Regions from separate parts of the Mus musculus genome. Here all the other regions are linked to region 2. A link is a contact called in public promoter capture Hi-C data. All regions are on one chromosome and are shown on one strand. The core of a region is the stretch at or near the end of the contact, and the rest is flanking DNA. Distances in the headings are between cores, read along the strand shown. Region 1 holds the start of Arid4b (AT rich interactive domain 4B (RBP1-like)). Region 2 holds the start of Vps41 (VPS41 HOPS complex subunit). Region 3 holds the start of H4c6 (H4 clustered histone 6).

Region 1 (4,482 bases), core at 680-3,179, 4.7 Mb before region 2:
AGGGGTAAACATGAGAACTCAATGTTTGTGAATACTGAGAAACAATGTTTGGTATTTTTTTTCTTAAGAGCCTAAGGCAGTTTGAGTTCTATACACTCTTGAAAAATTTTTTTTTTTTTTAAATCCACAACTGTCAATTTATCACAGTTAGACTTTTCGGCTTCTCGTGTACTAGACTTAAATTTAAGAGGTAATAATGGCTGAGGGGCACAAGCTCAGTTTTATATGGAGTCACTACAGAATGTCTCTGAATCTGACACCATTTTCCCACTTTCAAAATGAAAAGCTCGTAGCAATTTGTTCAAAGAGTAGATTAGTATTTATGCAAACAGATTGTTTCCACTGTAGAAATGCAATTGTAGCTGCCTCTCTAATTGTCCTCTATATACTTTTTTCTTGAGACAGGGTCTATGTGGCCTAAGCTAGCCTGGAACTCATACTGTAGATCAGGCTGGTCTTAGCACTTGTCACCACCACAATGCTAAGCATTTCCTCTTCTTTTGGGTGCGTTATCATTTTAGCAATTCAAGTTAGGAATCCAAGATATCCTATTGTTCACTGGGCCATTGGACCAGATAAAAACTGTTTTTAATTTTTTTTTTTTTCCTTTTTTGAAGACAGGGTCATCCTGTTTCAGTCTCCAGGGTACTGGATCAAAATTCCTACCTCACCTCTCTGGGCCTCAGTTCTTCCTACTGGGAAGTCTTTTTCCTGAAACAGGTTTCCTTTCCTTTAGGGACTTCCCTTAGTAACTCTGGCTGGCTTCTTGAGTCAAGCTTAGTTCTCACACTCTCAGGAAAACCTTTCTATACCTCTCGAAGCCAAAGGTCCTCCTATCAGGTTTCATTTTGACTAGACTTCCGTTCAGGAAGTTATACATCCCCTCTTTCCACATGAGGACTTCTAACATCTCAGAGGGTGAACTCTGAGCATCAAACATTCATACAATATTGAAAATTTCATGCAAAGTATCTCTCTCTCTTTTTAAAATAGGCCGGCTCTGGCTTGAGACTAGCGACACAGATATGGGTCACCGAGCTCAGCTGTTAGGCGCATAGCAAGAACCTTTGACTCCAAGCCCCGGGGGGCGATGGCTCTGAAGGAAAAGAAAGGGCTCCACACAGGCATAGCTGTAATAAGCTCGCAGGCGGGCTTCTTCCCTGCGCTGCACCGGTGGCCCTTCCACTCTTTCCGAGCTCCTCTGCCTCCCCTCATCCCAGCACCCGGCCGGCAGTCACTCCGAGCCGGGTCAGCATCCGGGTCCTCTCTCCCTCCTTACTGCTTCCTCCTCCGTACCGCCCCCTCCCCCGCTCCCCATCCGGGTCCCCCCTGCCACCGCGCTGTTGCTCACGGTTCCACGATGATCTCAGACTTGAAGCCGCCGCCGGTACGAGACTAGCAGTGCCCACATCGACTTCTCAATTTATTGTTCTGACTGCGGCTCTTCAAGAGGCTTCCTTGGAGCCCTCCCACTATTTCACACAGAAATCTCTGCCCTCCTCAGCGGCCAGCGACGCCGCAGCACTCAGTGCAAGAAAATACGCCATCCCTATCACACTGCGCAGGCGTCGTATGCCACCTCCCCTCTGCCTCATGGCCGCGCCTCCTTCCCCTCCCCTCTCTCGTCGAACGCAGGCAAGTGGGCATTGCGGTCTTGGTAGTTCTAATGTCCGTCAGTTTACCGATTGGCCTAGAAGACTGGACTACAATTCCCAGAAAGTATTGAGGGATAACTTTCTGTTTCCATAGAACTGGTGGGTAAATGGCGTCGTTGTTTGCATCGCTCAAACCAATAGAAACTTGGAAGAGGCGGGCTCCAAAGAATCCTACCCAATCCTAGGTCGTCTGAGAGGCATCCGGGAAAGAGGTAGGGGAGGGGCAAAGGGCCGAGGGGAGGGGAGAAGGGGCAGGGGGGCCAGAGAGGGGGGAAAGCGATGTTTGCCCGTCAGTCGAGTCCGGAGTGAGGAGCTCGGGCGCTGGAGCGGAGGGAGAGTCTCGAGCCGCAGTTTGCCGCCGCGACGGCCACCGCCTGGACTTCTGCCCGGAGGGAGCCGCTGAAGGTCGGCCGCCGTGTTCCTCTGGAGGGCTGTGAGACCGGGGCCCGGACCTCCGTCCGAGAGGGATTTTTTTGTCGCCCCCCTCCCCCCGCGAGGGAGCCGGAGCGGCCGCCAAACAAAGGTACCAGTCGCCGCCACGGGAGGAGGAGGAGTCGGAGCCGGAGTCCCGGCCGCCGGCGGACCCGCAGCTCCTTCGCTCTCTCTCCCCACAGGCCTGCTGGTGTTGGGGGTGGGGGGAGGCGGATCAGGGGGCTCTGGCCGCAGGGCTCAGACCTCGTCTGTGCCCGAGGTAGGGACATTCTTTTCTATGGGGGAAGCTCCGGGCCGGGCCGCGCATCGGGGCAGATGGCAACGGGGCTGAGTCGGCGCTCGCAGCGGGGCCTCGGCCTCCTGGGACCCCCGCCCCCCGCCGCGCCGAGCCGGAGCCGCCCTACCCGGGCCGCACCGTGGGCCCGGCGGCCTCGGGCCGCCGTGCTGGGAGCTGGATGTCCTCGGTGCCCGGTCCCGGCTCCCACTTGTGGGCCTTGGCTCGGGCGGGACGCGGGCGGACGCTGTGGGGCCGAGCCTCCGCAGCCCAAGGGCCCGCCGGTTCACCGAGGGCTCAGTCCGGGGGCTCCGGGCATCGCGGTTCCGTAGGCTTGGACGGTCGCAGCCGCGCTTCAGGCCGCGCCGGACCCTGGGCTTGTTGTGAGTTTTCTTCTGACAGAAATGGCGTCATCGTGGAGGACGGGGGAAAAGTCCGTGGAGTCGCGACAATGGGGCGGCGGGCGGTGGGGGCGGTAGGGGCGGTGGGATGGCGCGTGCCTGCTCGGGGCTCCTGGCCCCGCTCGGTGCCGCCCCCGCCCCTACGGCCTGGGGCGGGGGTGGTGGTGGTGCCGGTGGTGCTGACCCGGTGTCTTTGTTTCCCCTCCAGGTGCAGGTGAAGCTGGTGTCGCCGTGGGGATCGCGGCCCCAGAGTCACCATGAAGGTAAGGCGTCACTTAGCCAGTTTGAGTGGCTTTCGAATTCAGGAAGTGTCGGGGCTGTAGCAGGCCTGCGAGTTTTGCAGAGGCAGGTGTGTGTGTGTGTGTGTGTGTGTGTGTGTGTGGAGTGGCTCGGTGTGGAGCTTTCCCTGACAGGGTCAGCTGGAGCGAACATCCACAGGCTGTGTGTTTCGAAGTTATGGAGTCAGTTAGGAGATAACCTCACCCAAGCTGTTCAGGTTTCCCAAACAGAACAGCACCTTTTGCATGGAGCCGAAGGAACAACTGCACACATTAAAGCGTCTTAAATCGTAAAACGGAAAGCTGGTCTAGTAACCTGAATATTGAAACTGTAGTGGGTCTCTCTCTCTGTTCAATGATGAAAGGAAATGTCATTTGATTATGTGACCGGGACCGTAAATTTTAAGCAGAAAGCAAAATACTGAAGATGTTTAAAGCAGTTTGGTGCTCCTTCCCTAAAGAAACCCGAGTTGGCCTGCTGTGCCTTGTATTTCTAGGGACTTAGGTTTCTGTATGGTTTCTTTTTCTCACTGTTGGTGTACTGATCTTGGAGTTGACTCTTTTAAGATATGTTGTGTGTAATGGGCAGGTTGTACTGAAGTAAACATGTTGACCACAGAATAGCTTCTAAGAAATGTGTCTAAGAAGTAGTCTGTGTATTGATGGAATAAATCACAGCTGTTTTAGTTTTTTTTTTTTTTTCATATTGGTATGAAAAGCTTTAGGTATCTGAAAATATCTAGATTTAACTGTTGGAACTTTGATACTGGAAAATTTTTCTTTAAAATCTACTACAAATTCAGATATGCTTGGAAAGCGTGTGTATTGAAGTGTTAGAATGTAAATGACATCTACTTTTGACAGTTCTTTTGGGATTCTTTTTTTTTTTTAATTTAATTAATTTTTTTTTAAATTTTAATTAATCCAGTGAGGATTGCTTTTGTAGGACTGCATCCAGGTACAGTTTCAAAAGCTTCTGTTTGTAGACTACAAATGCTGTTGCCACTTTGTGTTTGTCTCTTGTACAAAGCAGTTTAGACCCTTTTAAAGGTTTTTTTTTTTTTTTTTTTTTTTTTTTTTTTTTTTTTTTTCCTCTTTTTGAGTTTGGGGCTCTGTAGAGGCTTGGCTTTTATTTTCTAAGTTCCTGTCTTTCATATGAATGAAAATGTAACCAGTGTTGTATGAGAGGTGGAACCTTTTTGTTTGTCACAGATGTACAACCTGTATGAAATAGTGAAAAGTGAGTGTCTTAGGGCAAAGTGAAGTTTTTAGGGAAAGCATATATCTGTCTTGTTGTTGGGTATGACTGGAGGAAAGCTTTAGGTTAACTGATAAATGTATACTGCACAATACATTTGGAAGCTGAATACATTTGGAATAAATGTTGTAATCTGTTAGTTCCTGTTGTGATGTCTGGCACATCTTAAATTCTCAGTAAATGT
Region 2 (4,276 bases), core at 252-2,751:
TGATGGGTCTGAAGTTTGGTTTGTTATTGGTACCTTAGAAAGAAGGAGATAGATTGTCTAGGCACCTGCCAGTTAAAAAAAAATTCTCACAACAAGGTCTTTCAGTAGCTTGAAGTCCACCATGAGTGCTGTTTGGGCCTGAGTGGCTTAATAACATATATAAAATTCTGTTCGATCAGACATGACCTTGGACCCTTGGTTGTGGGTGTCCAAATTAGCTGCTTGGTGCGCAGACTGGAAGAGGGGCCTCAGGAAGAGCTGGAGGTTTATTAAGGCTCTTGGGAGAAGACAAGAGTCTGAAAGATGACATCGTCATGGCTTCCAGGTCATTGAAGACCATGAGTTGAGAAAGCAACATCTAGAGACTAAGGGAAATGCTGAGTACTAAGAATATGACTTCCTACTAGGCTACTGTCAGTGGGAATTACAGGGAACGAAAGGGCACTGAGGCATCTGCCACAGTCTGCCAACTGTGCTGCCCTCTGTGAGTTGCCAGCTGCTTAAGACAATAAACAGACAATGGCTATCAGTGGATAAGATGAGTGAATTCCCACAGAATAGGAAAGATAGTTTACTTTGTCCTGAAACATAGGATAGCTCAAGTTTTCTAAATGATGTTTTTCATATTACATTTACAAATTATTATCTGACATTGTATCTTGAAGATAGTCAATGTGAGTTACGAAGCAATTAAACAATAGAGATTTATAATTTTCTATATTCATATGTCAGTTGCTATTTTTTCTCTAACGGGGGACCAGATTTGATTCACAACAGCTATATGGCAGCTCTCAAATATATGTATCTGTAATTCCAGGGAATCTGATATGCTTTTCTGACATCTGAGGACACGAGGTTCCTAAGTGTGCACAGACATACATGCAGACAAAATATCTATACAATTCAATTTTAAATTAAAATGAAAGATGTCAATTTAATGTACCAAGATACTAAATCTTTGCAGGAATACACATTATTTTCTCACTTTCCACTGTAGACTTTTTTTTTTTTATATAAATAGTCACTATCACTTTAAAAAGTGAGTGGGCAGGCACAACAACATATCAGACTAAAGAACATTTGATATAGTAGTCTTAGACTTCGGAGAGGGATAGGTTCTAAACCTAGGCTTTTTAGGTAAGTTTAGTGAAATCTCCGAGTTACTATCCTTTCCCCTGTTAATGGCGGTAACAGGAGGGATCACAGGGAGGACTAAATGAGATAATTCATAATTTTACTGTAAACGGGAGCCTGAAATAGAAAATGAGATAATTCATAATTTTACTGTAAACGGGAGCCTGAAATAGAAAGAACTTAATGCTACAATAACAACAGAACGTAGACCAACAACAAAATAACAATTTAGCATTAATTATAGATATAGTGGTGTCTCTGTTGAGCAAAAATGAGAGCTGGCTAAGGAACCAGATTAGTGTGCGGGAAAAACTACATTTCCCAGTAGGCTGTGGCCCAGGGGCTGTTTTCTCCTATTTCCGGGTATGTCACATGACTCTCAGGCTGCGCTATGGCGGAAGCAGAGGAGCAGGTAAACGCTGGCAGAACTAGTTCGGGGCAGCCGGGAGCTGGAGACCCGAGCGAGGGGTTCTGGGACGCGGAGTGCCAGGAACGTGGCAGCTCTGACCGGGCGAGTTGGGGTGGCCCTTCTCCGCGCGGATAGCGCCTTGCACACCCGCTCTGTCCGAGCCGGCCTTGCCTGGGCTCAGCCCTTCTGGTTTATGTTAAATGGGATTTTTTGAAAAAGGCAAGTTAAGAGTAGACTGCTATGCAAGGCTTTAAGGATTATTCCCGTTGCTGGCAAGACGTAGATGGAAACGTCCAGCTATAGCTGAGAAGTGGCATTGAGGTGCTGAGTACAAATTATTGCCTTTTTTTCATACAGACGTTCTGATATAGGGCGAAGGACAAAATTAAATGAAACTAACAAAATAGAAGACTCAGGCTAAAACTCGGAAGAGATTCCTTAAGTATATGTATATATGTGTATGTGTGTATATGCATATACATATATGTATACACACACACACATAGAAGCATATATATGTATGTATCATCTACCATATTTCCCCCTCATATATTAAATGCCCTGCTTGCCAGTTTCTGTGATGTTCCTTAAGACATGCATGGTGATGCTCTGTTTACTGTCCTAAGAGACATTTACTAGTGGACTTTTTACTGTTCACATCTGTGCTTTATTTTGAGTGTGCCAAAAGTTACGGAATTTGACAAGGAAAAATTTGGGTTTTGTCATTACGTTAACAAGAGCCTCTTTACTATCATTTGTGCAAACTGTCTTTTGCAGTGCAGGTCCGAGGCAAAAGAGTTTTCCTTCCCAGCAGACCTTGCTTAGTTTGACTACTGCAAGGTGGCTTTTCACATTGAGCATTTTCATTTCACGTTGAAATACAGTTGTGGTTTTGTAGTAAAACAAACATCCAAGTTAAGTTTTTAGATTAGACCCAGTGTGATAGAAATATGGAGTAGCCCTTGTATTCCCACTCATGCAGAAGAGGAATTTGCCAAGGCTGTCTGATGTTAAAATGTAGAAAATCAGGCAGATAACCTGATTCACAGTTGTGCAGTGCTTTCGAGCTTAAAAAGATCCTCACACATGGCATTTGGTCCTTCTAAAAGAATTCTGTGAGGTAAATATTTATTCTGATATGGAAGTCATATACAGCCTCCATGTCCTAAATCCTCTTGTCCCAAACTGTGGTAAAACAGTGCCCATATTGTAATCACCCTAAAGGGCCTTGAGTATCCACCCCTTCCTCGGTTCTGTGACTCTGTAAGCCACTCTGTCTCATGCTGCCTTTCTTGCTATTCTGTAACCAGTCCAGGCCTGTACCCACGCAGGACCTTTGCTCACACTGCCCCTTTTCATGATCTCTGACGTCTACAAGGCCTTCTCCCTTACTGTCCTCAGGCCTCTGGGATGGTGTGCTTTCCGATTGTGGCTCATTCTTTGAAACCACCTTCTGATGTTCGTCTACATAATACTTATGATCTTAAGCTTTTTATTTCTCCTTGTATATTCTCACTTCTGCTTGCCACATGATAAATATTTATTCATTACTGATGGCTGATATTGGGATATTGCTTAATACTTAATATATTAAATGATTGAATTTTACAGAGAAATGAATTGAAATGCAGTCAGTTTGAACTGTCTCATGCTTACATCTATAATGTTTTAGTGTCATGTCTCCAAAGCTCACATTTTCTTCACACTACCTTGTGTCTTAAAATATGCTGAAGAACCTGTCTAAATTTTATATATGAATATGTGTGTGTATATATGTGTGTGTGTGTGTGTATATATGTATGTATGTGTATATATATATATAAAAACTTTATGATGTGGAATAGCCCTTATCATCTTCATGGTTTTCCATTTAGCCCTTATTCCTGCTGTAGTGTTTTCACAGCTGATGTACTTTTAGGAAATGCATTCTTCTCCATTGCTATCAGGGCAGCCTTGAGAAAGACCAGTAGTCTACTGCCTGTTGCAGAAAGAAGCAGACATTCATAAATTGTTTTATGAATTCATAAAAATTGCTATGTCAAAATATAAATAAATAATATTCATATCATTAGTTTAAACATGAGTAGGTTTTTCTTTTTCTTTTTTTTTTTTTAAGTCTGGATTGGTGCTGCTAATATTTTGGCACCTTGAATATTATTTGAAAACCGTGACATCCTTTTTTCTTCTTACTGGGTATGTTAGGAGTTGGCATGTGTATTTAAATGAACTATCATGACAAATTACAGAGTGAGGCAAAACATTTTCTTGGTACCCTGTCCTGTAAGTGCAAAATTTCTCCCAAGATGAATAGCTCAAAATTAAGCCCATTGGCTTATCTTTCCTGACTGTTGTGTTCTTTGATGGTAGTCTCCACTTTAATGTTATGAATAGCCCAAATGGTGACATCTGCACTGAGTTAACATGCTATAAAAAGTTTCCACAGTTTAAAGCTAAAAATCACTGTTGGAGTAGAGATAAACAGATGTCTTTAAGTCATAATGAAAACCTTGATTTTGCTGATATAGAAAAAGTACTTTGTAAAAGTAACATTTGTGTTTTATAGTTCACAGAAAGCTAATAACCTCAATGCTGCCAGGGATTCTTGTAACCAGCAGTTTTGCTTCGTTCTGGAACGATTTATAGGTGGCTTTCATAGTCACAGATGCCCAACAGTGTTTGTCCCGACCCCTCATGAATAACGCTCTGCTTGAAGTCTGGTTGGTGGTGTATTTG
Region 3 (4,064 bases), core at 1,423-3,922, 4.8 Mb after region 2:
GTACAAGGGACAGTCAAAAGTTTAATACTATAGAGAGGGAGAGCAGTATGTGAGGGCAGGCGTAGCAGTATGTGAGGGCAGGCGTGGCAGTATGAACAAAGAAACTTTAATATAAACAGTATAGAGAACATGTGAATAAGAAATAAGAACAGGACTAAGCTGGATGTTATGGTGGGAAACAGTTAGGTTATGTTAGTTGTGTGTACTAAATAAAAATAAAGTATGCTGTAACAATGTAATGACAAAGTGTAATTGCTTTTTGTAGCTAAGAAAAACCGATTTGCAGCACGCAGGCAGAGACCTTGATGCTGTATCAGTAAAAACTATTGTATTTTGCTTTTTAACCAAAACAATTATGTGCTGTTTTGGCTGCATGCATTAAAATAAAAAATAAAAAATGAAAAATGAAAAAAACAAAACAAAACAAAACAAAACAAAACAAAACAAAACAAAACACCAGCTGCCTCCTGAAACATGCAAAGCAACAAACAAATTCAAGACTTGCCTGAGAGCCTTTTTGCCACTTGCTTTTGAGTTAGGTGCCATTGTAAACTAATGCTTGTCATTATACTAAATAAATCTTAAACAGTACCATTGATTTTATGCAGGATACATCATAGTAATGTGTGAAATGGCTTACCAAGTTCAAAAACATAGGTGGCAGACACTGCAGACACTAACACCCAGAATAGATGACAGGGACCATCATTTCCCTCCTTACTAGTTGCCTGCCCGTCCTGTTTGCCTTATCAGACCCAGAGTAAACTAAGTATATACTCTAAGTGATACTTTCAGATTTTCTTCTTGTACTGTGTGCCCTTGTCTAGGCTTGTGGGGAATAAACTGAGTTTCACTACACTGTACAAAATTTATAAATAATAATATTGATGTATCAAACATAAAAGTGGATGTTATGTCTAGAATGTGGACTCAGAGAAAAGCTTCAGACAGAGAAGCAAGCGATTTGTCTAGAGTCAGCCTGCTGCTTAGAACTGAAGTTGAGGTTTTCTGAAAGCAAGCTCTTTCTAGTAAGTTTTAGATGGTGAATTGTTTACAGATTATGTTTAAAATCTACTAGGCTGAGAAGATTTCAAAGGTACTTTTCTCCAAAGCTAAGGCTTTGTTTGTAACTGTTATATGGGTATTCTTGATCAAATAATTAATCAAATCTAATTGTTGCAGATATTTAGAGGAAAGTCAATTTTGTCTTTATAGCTTTTAATTTTATTCATACTAAGTAATTGCTGTGTGTTAGGTTCTATAATTGGCACTGGCAGTACTTGGTTCAGGTAGAAAGGTGAAGGTTGAAAAAGACATTACATTCTTATGAGAACAAACCACACGTGTACAGATGGAAATTTCATTTGGAAGAAAAGATGTGTTGTTCAGTCTAGTTGGGAGTATAATTCATGGTTATGGATGAGGTCATAGAGGCAAGACAGATGTCAGATAAAACACAGGAGTTTGGGTTTTATTTTTTAGATGCAGGATAATCAGTTAAGAAAATTTTATTTTTGTACAAAAGAGATGAAAACTATTTAAAATTGCTTAAAAAACACTGCAGGGGAAAAGATAACTCATCATTAAAATAATTTGAAAAGGACCCAGAAAGCATACAGAAGAATGAGAAAAACAGGATGTGTGCCAGGAAGCATGTAATCTTGATATTGCTAAGTTAGGAATATAGGGTCACTAGTGTGCTTTTGGGCCCATCATTTTGACTGCGGGAGTGGTTGTGATCTCATGTATAGCAGGAGCTGTAAATTTGGAAGTCAACAAGCCATTTAGTAGTCGAATCCTTCTCAATGTGGAAAGCCTGGCTCATAGCAGGGTAACAAGTCTAAGTTGCTAAGTAATAAGGCCACTTAAAAAATATGAACCAGTCTGTTAACTAGTAATGGAGTTTTCCCTCTGGAGCAACGTTGTCAGGAAGAGCTGGCAGCCTTGAGCTTTAGCCCAGAAGTGAAACGTTAGGGTTGTAATCAAGGATACAGGGGAAAGAGCACACAGGTTAAAACAGCTCTTTAGGCCTAAGAATTTTGTTCATCATCTCTTCAAAAGTATCTTTTGCCCTTTGTATTTAGCACCTTCAAGGGAATAAGACTCAGCTTAAGCACTGGGAGAAAGCAGTAGACCTTGTCTGGATTTGATGTGTTATAATTACTACAAACTACTGGGGAAGCACTTTCATTGCCTAGATTTACCTTTTGAAAAGTCTCAGCCGCCATTTTGAACTTTAGGGACAGAACAATTACAAGTCGAGAAATGCAAACAGCTTTTTATGACAAAGTGGGTGGCCCTGAAAAGGGCCTTTGAGAAAGAAGCTCCAGGTGAGCTTAACCGCCGAATCCGTAGAGGGTGCGGCCCTGGCGCTTGAGCGCGTAGACCACGTCCATGGCGGTGACGGTCTTGCGCTTGGCGTGCTCCGTGTAGGTGACGGCGTCGCGGATCACGTTCTCCAGGAACACCTTCAGCACACCGCGGGTTTCCTCGTAGATGAGACCGGAGATGCGCTTCACTCCTCCGCGCCGGGCCAGGCGGCGGATGGCGGGCTTGGTGATGCCCTGGATGTTATCGCGAAGAACCTTACGGTGGCGCTTAGCGCCGCCTTTGCCCAGGCCTTTTCCTCCCTTACCACGACCAGACATGGCTATGGAGCACTGAGTTGAAATTCCTTAAGCGCCCTCTACAGCTGGTATATATATGGCGAATGCGGACCTTTTAGAGGACTGAAAAGGCGCGGGCGGGAAGGTGATTCTGTATCCGCCCCTCTAACTCACTGGCTGAATCCTATTGCTAGGCGGAAGGCACAGCCCCTGTGGCGAGGGGAATATGAGTTTTCCGCTTTTCTCTTGGAGTTCTTAGTCACTAGTTTGTGTCCTTCAGGAGCGTACTTGTAGGTTCTGACAACCGATAGTTTATAATTCTCCCAGCCACTCATCATTTTTAAAAAGGAGGTTGTTATCCATACACTTATCTACAAAACCGGATATAGTACAGTAAGGTTATCTTTTAGGTGGAAGATTTACGAAAATGTAACTTCTAAAATTTTGCAAGCATTATTAAATCTCACTTATGAAGCTCTTTGCATTTCTCAGAGGCTTGCACATAGCTCTGTTTTCAAGTCTACAAAGGGCACTAGTATTGATTGAATATATACTGCTTCCCTTTTTTTTTTTTTTTTTCTCGAGACAGGGTTTCTCTGTGTAGCCCTGGCTGTCCTGGCACTCACTCTGTAGACCAGGCTGGCCTGGAAAGATGGAGACTTGCTCAGAGTTGAAGATCTAATCTTTTTAATAAACGCTATTGTTGCTGGGGAGGACTTTTGTGTTTCATGACCGGTAGCCACCGTTTTCTTTTTAGCCTCTGTAGTACTGGTTTGAGCCCCATCCTTGTGTAGAGAGAGGCCATCTTGAAGATGTGCTTTGGCTATTGCTTGTGTGAGACGTTTCTATGATAATGGTAGAGAAACAAACAAACAAACAAAAAACCCAAAAAAACAAAAAAACAAAAGTAACTACCATGTACTCAGGATGTGCTTATCCCAATTACCCCACAGAACTTTTCTATGCTTCTTTCCAGAAAATCACCAGTCCTCACCCCACTCACTCTGTACATACCAGAATGCCAAAACTAGTGTGAGTACAGTGGGGTTAAATAGCACAGTGGATTCCTCTCCCCCACCCAAGGAACTCAAAGGTCACTTAAGGGAAACTAAGTTCAGGCTGTGAAGTGTGACATGACATCAGCTCAGCATATTCCTTCCTGCTGCCTAGTAAGTACCCCAGTGAAGCAGCCATATCCCAATTGCATTGACCTTGCCCTGAAACTTGTTGAGCACAGTTTCAGTTATCTAGACTGTAGATGGGGATGTATTTGCACATTGGAGAATGGGCTTTTCTAAAAAATCGAGGACTTAGAATACTCCTCAAGTATGCAAGATGCTATTTAGCTTCCACACACAGTTAAAAGGTGTTACAGAGGGGAGAGAGAAGTGGGAGGGGGGTTTTTAAATATTTAAAGGCTCCCATTTTAGAAAATGAACTTAATACATACTCTTTTGT

What was found. Promoter capture Hi-C pulls out the DNA fragments that hold promoters and counts their contacts.
Region 1: a promoter capture Hi-C map of pre-B cells shows a contact between it and region 2. The contact joins the promoter of Arid4b here to the promoter of Vps41 in region 2. A contact is called at or near these places in 2 of 39 promoter capture datasets (liver and pre-B cells).
Region 3: a contact with region 2 is called in a promoter capture Hi-C map of cranial neural crest. The contact joins the promoter of H4c6 here to the promoter of Vps41 in region 2. A contact is called at or near these places in 2 of 39 promoter capture datasets (cranial neural crest and liver).

What each region holds. Positions count from the first base shown.
Region 1 is chr13:14,061,855-14,066,336 of GRCm38.p6, forward strand. It overlaps Arid4b (AT rich interactive domain 4B (RBP1-like)), which reads left to right and starts at 1,930. Exons shown (of 24, transcript NM_194262.2): 1 at 1,930-2,178; 2 at 2,971-3,025. The coding sequence starts at 3,020. It overlaps Ggps1 (geranylgeranyl diphosphate synthase 1), which reads right to left and starts at 1,634. Exons shown (of 4, transcript NM_010282.3): 1 at 1,352-1,634.
Region 2 is chr13:18,715,791-18,720,066 of GRCm38.p6, forward strand. It overlaps Vps41 (VPS41 HOPS complex subunit), which reads left to right and starts at 1,502. Exons shown (of 29, transcript NM_172120.4): 1 at 1,502-1,546. The coding sequence starts at 1,526.
Region 3 is chr13:23,548,996-23,553,059 of GRCm38.p6, forward strand. It overlaps H4c6 (H4 clustered histone 6), which reads right to left and starts at 2,673. Exons shown (of 1, transcript NM_175655.3): 1 at 2,291-2,673. The coding sequence starts at 2,648. The coding sequence ends at 2,337.